3 separate regions of the Mus musculus genome follow, and all the other regions are linked to region 2. A link is a contact called in public Hi-C and HiCAR-type data. All regions are on one chromosome and are shown on one strand. The core of a region is the stretch at or near the end of the contact, and the rest is flanking DNA. Distances in the headings are between cores, read along the strand shown.

Region 1 (3,322 bases), core at 177-2,676, 260 kb before region 2:
AAGAAGGAGAAGGAAGAAGTAGAAGTAGTAGGAGGAGGAGGAGAAGAAGGAGAAGGAGAAGGAGAAGGAGAAGGAAGAAGTAGAAGTAGTAGTAGTAGGAGGAGAAGAAGGAGAAGGAGAAGGAGAAGGAGAAGGAGAAGGAGAAGGAGAAGGAGAAGGAGAAGGAGAAGGAGAAGGAGAAGGAGAAGGAGAAGGAGAAGAAGAAGAAGAAGAAGAAGAAGAAGAAGAAGAAGAAGAAGAAGAAGAAGAAGAAGAAGAAGAGATGACACATGAACATCAGTTCATTGAGAATCAAGGCAGGGGACATCCTTCAGCTACAGCACTGTCAGCTATGGCACTGTCTGGCATGGGGTTGCCAGGGTCACCGACTAGATTCATGATTTGTTCACAGAAGATGAATCTGGTGGACATAGAACAGAAGACCCACTCTGGGCAGCATACCTTACAGCATCTAAGCTGCAATCACCAATCAAATTGTGCATGCCCTGGAGAGAGATGGCTTGCCTCGAGGATGGTCTGCTTGCAGTAAAGGCTGGGGAAAGCATAGCATCCTGGACCCCCAGACTGACTTTACAGGGACCGTGCCTGATGGAGGCCGTGCTGGCAGGAGGGACTTGGAATCTAGGGGCTTAAGTATCAGATGCCCATAAGCCTGGCCCCCACATGCTTCCTTAGAGTTATTATTCACTGAGACCCAAGAGATCAAGCCATGCATCCCAGTCACAGACACAGTGACAAGTACATGCTGCAGAGTCAGGATTTGAACTTGCGTCAGTTGTGGACACAGAGCCTTGAGGACCCTTTTCCATTAAACTTGTTGCTAGCCACATTTGGCTCTTTAAACCTAACTAAACAGAATGAAAGATATGTGCCTTTTTGAGTCACACTAACTATATTTCACTGCTTGATAGCACCTGCAGCCTGTGGCTGTCCCATGGGGCAGGCAGCATGAAACATTCCCTCTTCACAGAAACCTCCATTAGCGTGGTGACTGAGCCCCGAGCTTGTTTTAACACGCTGGCTAAGCCCTTTTATTCAGCGGCAAATTCATCTAGCTGCCAAACACCTATAGTCTCACCCCCACTTTCTGCAGTCCACCCAGAGATGAGGGGGTGAATATTTACCACATTTCCTGAATGAGAGGGATGAAAAAAGAAGGGCAAGTAATTCATTGGGGCTGGAAGCCAGCACCACAGACCAGTTGTCTTTGCTGCAAGGTATCTTCCTAATTGTGTCTGTGCAGAATCAAAGCCTAGCTGGTCCTTTTAGGGCCTGGGGGATCTTCAGGGGTCTAGCTCTCTCCTACACAGCCAGACGCAAAGGTTACTCGGCTGGCCTGCCACCTCCTTTCAATCACCCAGCTCTCTGAATGGGAGATTGTGAGTGAGCTTTATGCAAGAGCACAGGAGAAAAGGGCTCTGTGTGGGAGCCAGGAGACGCTCTGAACCCCACATAGAGGCCAGCTCTGTGCAGTACTGCCCAGGCAGGCTGGGCCAGGAGGGGTGGCCAACTTTAGCAGCACATCAACCTCCCTGTTTTTATCCTGGTTCCCATGGGATGGTCCTCGATCCTCAGGCACCCATGGAGAAAGGGGAGAAAAGAGGTCCATGAGAATCAGAAAGAGGCTTTCTTGTCTCCCAAGGGATGGTACCCACAGGATCTGACTCACATCCTGAAGCCTTCTTGGAGGATAGGTGCGTCACTTTTAACCGTCTACATTGCCAAGCCGAGATGAATGAGAAACACAAAGAAACAGGCCCAGGTTGCTCCGTCTGATGATCAGTGTAGAAGAGGCTGCCTGCAGCAAGATGAGCAGATCACAGGGGGTAGAGTGCTCAGACCTGCTTTTGCTGGGCCTGTGTCCTCTTGATGCTAAAGATGTTGGCTCATTCCTTTGGATTCTCTATTCATCTGGAGGGCAGCATACTCTATTCTTGCTAATCTCTAGCACCTGGGCTATGTGTGGCCTTTGGACAAATTCATTAGTTGGTTAATAAATGATTGGGGTTAGATGTGGGTAAGAGATGATGGTGCCACTTGGCCCCTGCTTGTAGTGGGAAATGACTTCCCTCAGGAAAAAAGGAAAGAAGGAAGGAAGGAAAGAGAGAGAGAGAGGAGAGAGAGAGAGAGAGGGAGGGAGAGAAAGAGAGAGAGAGAGAGAGCACAAGCAAGCAGAAGCTTGGGGAGATTATGTTTGTCTTTCATCTGGAGCAAAGAGAACCAAACCAGGATGGGACTCAGGTTCCTTTCTGCATCTTTGGACCTGGCTGTTGAAAGTCCACTCCATGAGTGACTTCTGGTGTGGGCTAGAGTGCCCCTGGTGGGCTGAGGCTAGGAGGAGACTGTAAACAGAGAAACTGCAAGAGAGAGGGGACCTCTTGCCAGGATGGATGAGATCTGCCCATCTCCCCCTCCCCCTGGCCTGCCCTTTTCTCCGACCTGCACAGGTTTGCAGTTCATGCAGCGCTCTCTCCTGCTGTCCCTGCTATCAGATGATGAAAATGGAGATTGGCCTAGAAGAAAGAAAGAAGGCGCTTTCTTCCCCCTTCCTCGTCTATTTGAGCCCCCTTTCCTCCCCCATCACCATGTGTTCCTCAAACCTGGGCTCGGTCCAAGTCCTAAATGTGTTGGAAAGTGTATCCCTGAGCAGCTGTGAACCTGCTCGGGCTGCAGTGGCCGGGGGTGAATGAGAAACCAAGAGATAGGCTGCTAACAATGCAGCCTCTGTTCATGTATGGAGAGCAAGATCACAATCAACATCACACACACACACACTCACAGACACAGAAAGACACACAGAGACACGCACATAGAGACGCAGAGACACACACAGACACACAGATAGACAGACACACAGAGACACACAGACACACAGATACACACAGACACACACACAGACAGAGGCATGCACACACACACACACACACACACACACACACACACTCACAGACACAGAAAGACACACATAGACACACAGACACATGCACATAGAGACGCAGAGACACACACGGACACACATAGAGAGACACAGACACACAGAGACACACAGACACACACAAAGACACAGGCATGCACACACACACACGCATGCACCCACATTTGCCTCCTGATGTCCTCTACCCACAAATGACTGGCCCACCTGGCCAGCCTCTATCCGTGTAGCCTCTTCCCTAGCCTCTCCCTCTTCCACTTTAACTTAGCTGGGAAGGCTGGGAGAGAGTTGAAGGCTAAGGGCTTGCCTGCAGCCAAGTGGAGTAGCTTTGTCTCCTGACTTCCCACTGAGCTTGCAGACCATGAAAGACAGTTGGATGCACAGCCAAGG
Region 2 (3,538 bases), core at 805-3,304:
TGGAACTCACTCTGTAGCCCAGGCTGGCCTCAAAATTAAGAAATCTGCCTGCCTCTACCTCCCGAGTGCTGGGATTAAAGATGTGTGCCACCACGCCCAGCCTAGGATTGATTTTTTAAAATCCACTCGTTCATTTACTTACTCAACATTCAATAAATACAGAGTACCTGTATACACCAGGAACTGGGCTGAGACTAAGTCCAAACTGATGTCATGTGACTGACACCTGGCAGTGCCAGTCTATCCTTGAATGAGAAGCCCCATTTACTATTTCCTGAAACAAGTAGCCCTGGATCAGCGCAGTAGAACGACTAACAGATACCCCGTCTACTCTCTCGCCATTCCAAGAATAGGAAAGCTTTGCTGGAGAGAATGAATCAGGAAACACCAGGTGATTTTTTATGGTGAAATTATCCTCCTTTCTATAATGGACATCATGCTACCAGACAATGTCTACTGAAAATCAAAAGGGATAAAGGCAGTGAGATGCCTCAGTAGTAGAGGCTCTTGCCACCAAGCCCGAGGACCTGGGTTTGATGCCCAAGACCCACATGATAGAACTCGGTGACTAACTCCTATAAGTTGTCCTCTGAGCTCCATATATGCACCCTGCCCACACATGTGCACACAAAATAAATAGATAGATGGATGGTATGCACAAATGCATTTTGTAAAATATGATTTAAAATGCACAACTAAATTTAATCTTAGGTTTATAAGGGTTGAGAGATAAAAGAAAGGTAGTCTCAGTTGATAAGGTTGATTAACAATGACTTATGATGCTCTGATTCTTTTTAAATCTTCATGGGTGTTTTTTTTTTCTGCATGTATGTTTATGCATTATGTGCATATAGTACATAAGGAGGCTGGAAGAAGGCATTTGATCCCTCAGAAATACAATATTAATTGGTTGTTAGCTATCATGTGGGTACTAAGAACTGAACCTGTGTCCTCTAGCAAAGCAAAGCAACCAGTGTTCTTAAACACTGATCCATATCTCCAGCCTTTGACCTTTGACACTCTCTCTCTCTCTCTCTCTCTCTCTCTCTCTCTCTCTGTGTGTGTGTGTGTGTGTGTTTAGGTATATGAGGCTGCATGTGTGTTATGGTACAAGCGGAGGGCTGAATATCCGTCCTTCCTTGTCTTCCTCCTTGTTTAAGGCAGGGTCTCTGTTCTCCTCTGTCTCAAATACCAGGCTCAGTGGCCCATGAGTTCCCAGCGATGCTCTTGTTTCCCAGGTCCATGTAGGAGCACCAGGATTACAGACAAGGGTTACAGTACCAGATTTCCACAGGCTCTAGAGGTTTGAACTCAGGTCCTCATGCTTATGTGGCAAGTTCTTTTCCCACTGAGTTATATCAGCCCAGCCCAATGCTCCAAATCTTAAAGGGAAAAGCAGCCTTTGTAAGAAACACACTCTTTACAGTTTCATGGAAAGTTTTGGCGAAGGAGCAAATATCTTGATTGTAAAAACAAAGGAAGCCCATGCATTGAGAGAGTTAAGCGTACTGTGGGGGGAAGAAAAAAAAAACTTAAAACGAAGATGTTTTGCTTTATAGAAAATTCTATTGATTCACGGAGTCCTTTTAAAAAAACAACTATTTGAGATTCCCATAATATACCGAGAAACCTCCAGAAAATGTTACATAAGTTTTAGAATCACCAATTTAAGAAACTTATTATTTATTTATTTTTTTCAGTGTCTTTCAACTGTAATTATACTGTCTTTATAATAATAATTAAAAAAAACTTTGGTGGTAAGAGTATAAAAATTTTAAAAATCTCATAGAACTTGCAGACCCCAAGTCCCAGAGCCCACAATTTGAGAAATATTGATTTTTGTCTCGCCTTTGCCTTTTATGGGTGAAGGAACAAATGACTCTCCTAACCACACAGATGGCTCTTAGCACAATCCAGCCAGAAAGCTAGGTCGCCCGGTTTCTAGAACAGTAGTTTTTCCTTCTTTAGACAAGGCCTCCTCTGTCTGCTACTCAGCTCACTATCTGTCCCAGACAGACACTGGCTTTGTACTAGTCCAGAGATGGGGAAACAGATGGAGGCAGCAGGTTTGAGGGGAAGTGCTGTGGGTGTGGCTGCCGTCACTGCAGCTGGGCCTGCATCCGAAGGGAAGGGTCTCCCATGGTCACATTCTACTGCGCATCTTTGAAACAAAGAAACGTTGGGTGGAAAACACAGGCAACTTTAGGAGGAAGCATTTCTGCCTAGCAAGTTTGGGCAGAAAGTTTGATGAACATGGTCCTGAGCTAAGAGCCAGAGAGGAGCTCCAGAGGGATGAGGTTATAATTCAGGGTGGCCAATTTAATCAGCTCATATTCATTAAACACCCACAAGCACGTGGTGCTTTACAGCTAACCCCTTCCCTCACGCAGAAGCATCCACAGGCCTGTTTTAATCGGGCCACCCTGTTCATGTTGGGAATCTAGCCAGAGTGTTAAAGCAACTGCTTCCCTTCCTAAGAAAACAGGGTAGACTTACTACCGCGAGTAAAGGGGGAAAGCCCCTAGTTTTGCATCCCATCCTAAAGCTGGGAAGGACACAGGGAATCTGTTTTCCAAGGTTGGTTTGTAAAATTCAGTGATATATTGATCCTTCCTCTTTCAGACTGGCAACATCCCATGCCATCTAATTCTAGGCTTTTTCCTGCAGTTTTCTTGGGTGGCATCCCTCTCTTTTATCTGAGCTGAACTTGAGCACTTATAAATATTCCCACAGAGGGACTGAAGCATTATGGCCCTTGAGTTACTTATAATTAGCCAATCAATGATTTTGAGCACTTCTGGCCCTTGGATAATGAACTCATTGCAAGTAAAGAAAGCTTGTTCTTACCGCTGGCTGTTTGAACTGCCAAGAATGTTTTCGGCCCCACTGATTTACCAAGCAACTTTTGATTACTGTCGGATGAGAGGACTGACTGAGGCTGCTGGGCTGAATCTCTCTAAGAGCTGGGGTTGGCAAACTTCTGGTAAGAGGTGGTCTCTGAAAGCTGGGGCGCCGTGCAGTGCATCATACAACGTACATCCCTGTCTGAGGTATTAGCAAGTGTTCTGGCTTTTCAAAAAAAAAAAAAATCTCCTGTACTTCTCTGCAGCATGTCCCCAACAGAGAACATTAGGTCATCAGGAAAGTCTGAAAGACTGTCCTGACACTAGGACATGATGCTAGTCTTCTCTTACATGATGCGATCGATCCACTGGTAAAGATCCCATGAAGCTTAGTGAAAGACTCCAGGTATTCAACTTATAACCTAGAACACAAAGTACAAAGTAGGTGCTCAACAAAATATTGTGCTCTTCGTAGTTTAAGGGTTAAGGTAGGTTCATGAAACAAAACCAGAGGCAGGATGGCTTCGAGTATCTCCAAAATTATGACCAGGGAAAACAGGTGTTACCGAGGCTTTTAGGTGAACAACCATAAAATAACAATACCCTTACAGTTTGTAAAACTCCGTAGGTTTCTCCAATAGCTCTGCAGTGGATATATATGAAATGAGCAGGTTTCTGTCTCTTTAGTTCAGGAG
Region 3 (3,501 bases), core at 232-2,731, 330 kb before region 2:
GTAAAATCTACTCCCCATAGACTTTTTCAGTGTCTGTTCTGGCCACTGAAGCTCTTAACGGGAGTGTGGATGGAGGGTCAGGAGCCAGGGCTCCATCTGCTTGATCGCACGCATGGAGAGAGTATGAAATGTTGGGACTAGGGGCTACAGCCCAGTTCAAGTGTTCTGAGTGTCGGGTTGATTTCACCTTCCTCTCAATGCTTTTGTTGAGAAATTCCTCTGGTTTAGATGTGAACCCTAAAAGGCTCATGTACACTTCTGTGCTTTGTGTTGCTTCATTTTTTTTGCACAATAGTTTCCTGGGGGAAAAATGCAGCCTTGCCACAACAGAGAAAGGCTAGACTGCTGCAGGACAGGGTGGGGGTGGGGCTGTGGGTCAACAGGATCGGGTACTAGAGGGTGAACCGGAGATGTGGCTGCTGAGAGCAGGAGGAACCCAACAGGCCTGGGCTTCCCTGCTGTGTGCACCAATCTGTATTCTCCTAGGGCCAGGGTGAACCTCTGAGTTCTGTGTTAGACCCCAGCTGTCTTCATATCTGGATCAGAACTCTCCTTCCCGGAGAGGGGAGGAGGTGTTTCCCAGCACGGAGACAATCTTTGCACTATTGTCTCAGTGTGAGAGTAAGTTCTTTTCTCAAATGTTCTTGATCAATGGCCATGGTTGGCTGGCTTGGCTGCATACGTGGAAGCATTGATGGTTGCTTAGAAATGTATTCTACTCCTATAGGGGTCAGAATAATGTTTCAGTACCTTAAGGATCTGTACATAGAATTCGCCCCATCTTAAGATACATAGCAGAACTTTTGGTTTGTGAGAAAACCTTTGTATTGATTGCTACTGATGTGCAATGAAGTAAAATTCCTAAACAAAAAACTGGTTTTTAGAGGTTAAGCATTGACATGGGGTTGCTAGATATTTCTCACTTACCAATCTAGTATTTTGAAACAGGATGCCTTGGTCTCCCCAGTTTCTATTTTTATTCCAGAGTTGTTGTTTTTTTTGTGTGTGTGCAGATCTTGGAAGAAACAGCAGGGGGAGAAAAGCAGGTGTTGGCTTAGGGCCTTGAGCTGGGAAGATGGAGACCTTTGCAGCTTTCCACCCCCCACACCCACCCAACGTCTTCCGAGTTTGAGAAAAATGGCTCTCAGCAGCTTGAGCAGCCCTGGTTTTCTGTAGCCCCTTGCTCCTAGCTCCTGCTTGCTGGTTTCAGTGAAGATGTGCAGAGGTGGGAGTGTTCTCCCTGTAGGCCACACTGCTGCTCTTTCCCAATTAGTTCCCCCAGGGAACAAAGCCTTATTTCTTTCCTCTCTTAGTTCCCAGGCACTGTCTGGGGGTTGGGGTAAAACAGCCCCTTGGCAGCTCAGGGGTTAAAGAGAAAACACAGCAAGAGGGGGAAACAAGCCAGACAGCTGCAGCGGCTCCTCAGAGCCCACTCTAGGCTAAACAGAGGCCCCAGCAACTCCTTGGAGACTTGAACCCTGGGCGATGGAATTTTCCCTTGCGTGGAGGCTATTGTCCTCTGGAAAGGGCCAGGGCCAGAGAAGGGCCTGGGGAGCATGGATTCCCCCCGAAGTGGCAGCCAAGGAACTCCTGAGAGCCCAAGGGCTCTGTCTCACCCAGCTGGGCTTGGGTGAAAAAGCAACTGGGGTGCAATCCACCCCTCCTCCTTTGAAAAAAAGGGGGGCATTGTGAGGGGGTGTGTGTGCTCCAAAGGTCTGGGCACCAGTTGTTGCCCTACCCCTCAGCCCCAACCAGCCAGTCACTGGAACAGAATGAAAGGCTTGGTTCCCTTGGCAACCAAAGGGTCTATGGTTTTTCACAGAGTACAAGATGGGCTTGGGGGAAAGACAGGGAGGTGGAATTAGGGGTGGGGAATGGAGGAGGGGGCAGACAGGGAGGGGCAGCCTGTTTACTATAGATGTTTGAGTTTAACTCTCAAGGGACGCTTTTGTAGGTTCTGGCCTGGGAAATATAGGATACCCGGAGTGTGGTGAATGCTCTCAATGGCGGCTTAGTTCTGAGGCACCAAAAAGGTCCGTAACAGGAATGTGTGTGTGTGTGTGTGTGTGTGTGTGTGTGTGTGTGTGTGTGTGTGCACGTGCACAGGCCTCTTGTGGACCTCAGGAGCAGCATAGAGGAATCTCACCTTCAGAGGTAACTAAGCAGGCCCCTGTTGCAGTCGGAGCCCCTGAAGGTGCTGAGGGAAACTCAAGCGCATCAAGAGCTATTTGTGAGGCTGAGATTAGAACAGCAGGCGCCTGTCTCCTGGCCTGATCTCACTCGACCAGACAAAGCTATTTTTAATATCAGGCAGAAGAGTTGTTGAAATGTGGACAAAGAGCAGAACCTGGCTAACTTTGTCTCAAGCACCAGGCTTTGTGAGAGGGGCTTAAAAGCTGTCCACATGGTGGACACAAGCATGGAGGCTCAGTGAAAAGAAAAGATAAGGCCAGGAGACTTGGTCCCAGGACTTTGGGATGTGAGGTCCCAGCACGTCCATAGAAGTGAGAGGGAGGTACTGGGACTCTTGGTGTGATCCTCTCTGGGACCCTAACCTGTGGGGCTTTGACCTGGCACTGACAGACAAACCTTCTATAATGTCTCTGAAAGTGTAGTGTGACATCTTCCAAAGGAGACTGAGGGTGCATAATAAAGAGCATGCATGAGTGGTGTAAGTCAGCACACTATTTAGGAGTTTTAAAAATATGTACACATGCGTGCGCACGCGCGCACACACACACACACACACACACACACACACACACACACACACCAGGGGCTGGGGATGTAGCTCAGTAGGTGGAGTGCTTACCTAGCATGCAGGAAACCATGGGTTTGTTCTCTACCACCACACACACTGGGCTTGAATGGCACAAGCCTGTAATCCCAGTATTGTGGTGGTAGGAACATCACAGTTGGGCTATCCTTGACTCAGGGCCAGCCTGGGCTATATGAGAACTTGTCTTAAAAAGAAAATAAAAATCAAAGCCAAAAATCAACCTTCCTATTTTAGACAGACAGGTCTTAGAGACAATATATGGGACTCATGGCTGTTTCTGGAAGCTTCTGCTTCTATCAGAGGCCCTGAAAGTGGAGGTTGGGTGTGGGAGGTCACTGTGTTTTTCCTGAGAGGTGGCTGGGGCCATCACTCTGAAGTACTTCCTGTCACTCACCAGGTCAGGGTGGGTACCATCTGAAAGACACAATTTGAGGAAACCTAGAGGGTGGATTCTAAGATGAGGAAACACCTGGGTGGCAGGGTCCTGATAAGGAAGCAGTCCTGAGAGGCCACCGCAGCTGCTGTGTGTGTGTGTGTGTGTGTGTGTGTGTGTGTGTGTGTGAGTGAGATCTATGGCCAATCAGAAGTCAGCCTGCTTTAATGAGTGTCATTAAATAATAATAATCACAGGCACATCAAGGGCTCACATATCACCTAGTTAATGTACTAGTCTGTTTAGAAAACACAGAGAATGACATCCCAGGGGAAAGAAAATAACAGGA

Evidence for each region. A called contact is a pair of places that touch in the nucleus more often than the background predicts. HiCAR-type assays count read pairs that join an accessible place to other places.
Region 1: a contact with region 2 is called in a Hi-C map of cerebellum, with 2.2 times the contacts expected there. The contact joins two enhancer-like sites. A contact is called at or near these places in 4 of 484 Hi-C or Micro-C datasets (the HPC-7 cell line, Sertoli cells, brain and 1 more) and 4 of 115 datasets of contacts at active chromatin or transcription factors (large pre-B cells, neural progenitor cells, oligodendrocyte precursor cells and 1 more).
Region 3: a HiCAR-type map of astrocytes shows a contact between it and region 2, with 7 times the contacts expected there. The contact joins two enhancer-like sites. A contact is called at or near these places in 2 of 484 Hi-C or Micro-C datasets (CD4 T cells and bone marrow-derived macrophages) and 7 of 115 datasets of contacts at active chromatin or transcription factors (astrocytes, craniofacial prominence, embryonic basal ganglia and 3 more).

The regions. Positions count from the first base shown.
Region 1 is chr12:79,989,100-79,992,421 of GRCm38.p6, reverse strand. No RefSeq gene overlaps it. Among named protein-coding and RNA genes, the nearest start is that of Gm36834, 29 kb to the left of the region's middle. Within about 2 kb of position 1,426, at least 76 of the 459 cell types and tissues checked have an H3K27ac peak or open chromatin away from gene starts, as enhancers often do. A contact at or near this core is called in cerebellum and oligodendrocyte precursor cells, where this site is marked.
Region 2 is chr12:79,731,412-79,734,949 of GRCm38.p6, reverse strand. The region is part of intron 8 of Rad51b (RAD51 paralog B); the gene reads right to left. Among named protein-coding and RNA genes, the nearest start is that of Gm36048, 66 kb to the left of the region's middle. Within about 2 kb of position 2,054, at least 50 of the 459 cell types and tissues checked have an H3K27ac peak or open chromatin away from gene starts, as enhancers often do. A contact at or near this core is called in astrocytes, cerebellum and oligodendrocyte precursor cells, where this site is marked.
Region 3 is chr12:80,060,776-80,064,276 of GRCm38.p6, reverse strand. The region is part of intron 3 of Gm36660 (a long non-coding RNA gene); the gene reads left to right. Among named protein-coding and RNA genes, the nearest start is that of Gm36660, 24 kb to the left of the region's middle. RefSeq lists an enhancer at 1-3,501. Within about 2 kb of position 1,481, at least 191 of the 459 cell types and tissues checked have an H3K27ac peak or open chromatin away from gene starts, as enhancers often do. A contact at or near this core is called in astrocytes and oligodendrocyte precursor cells, where this site is marked.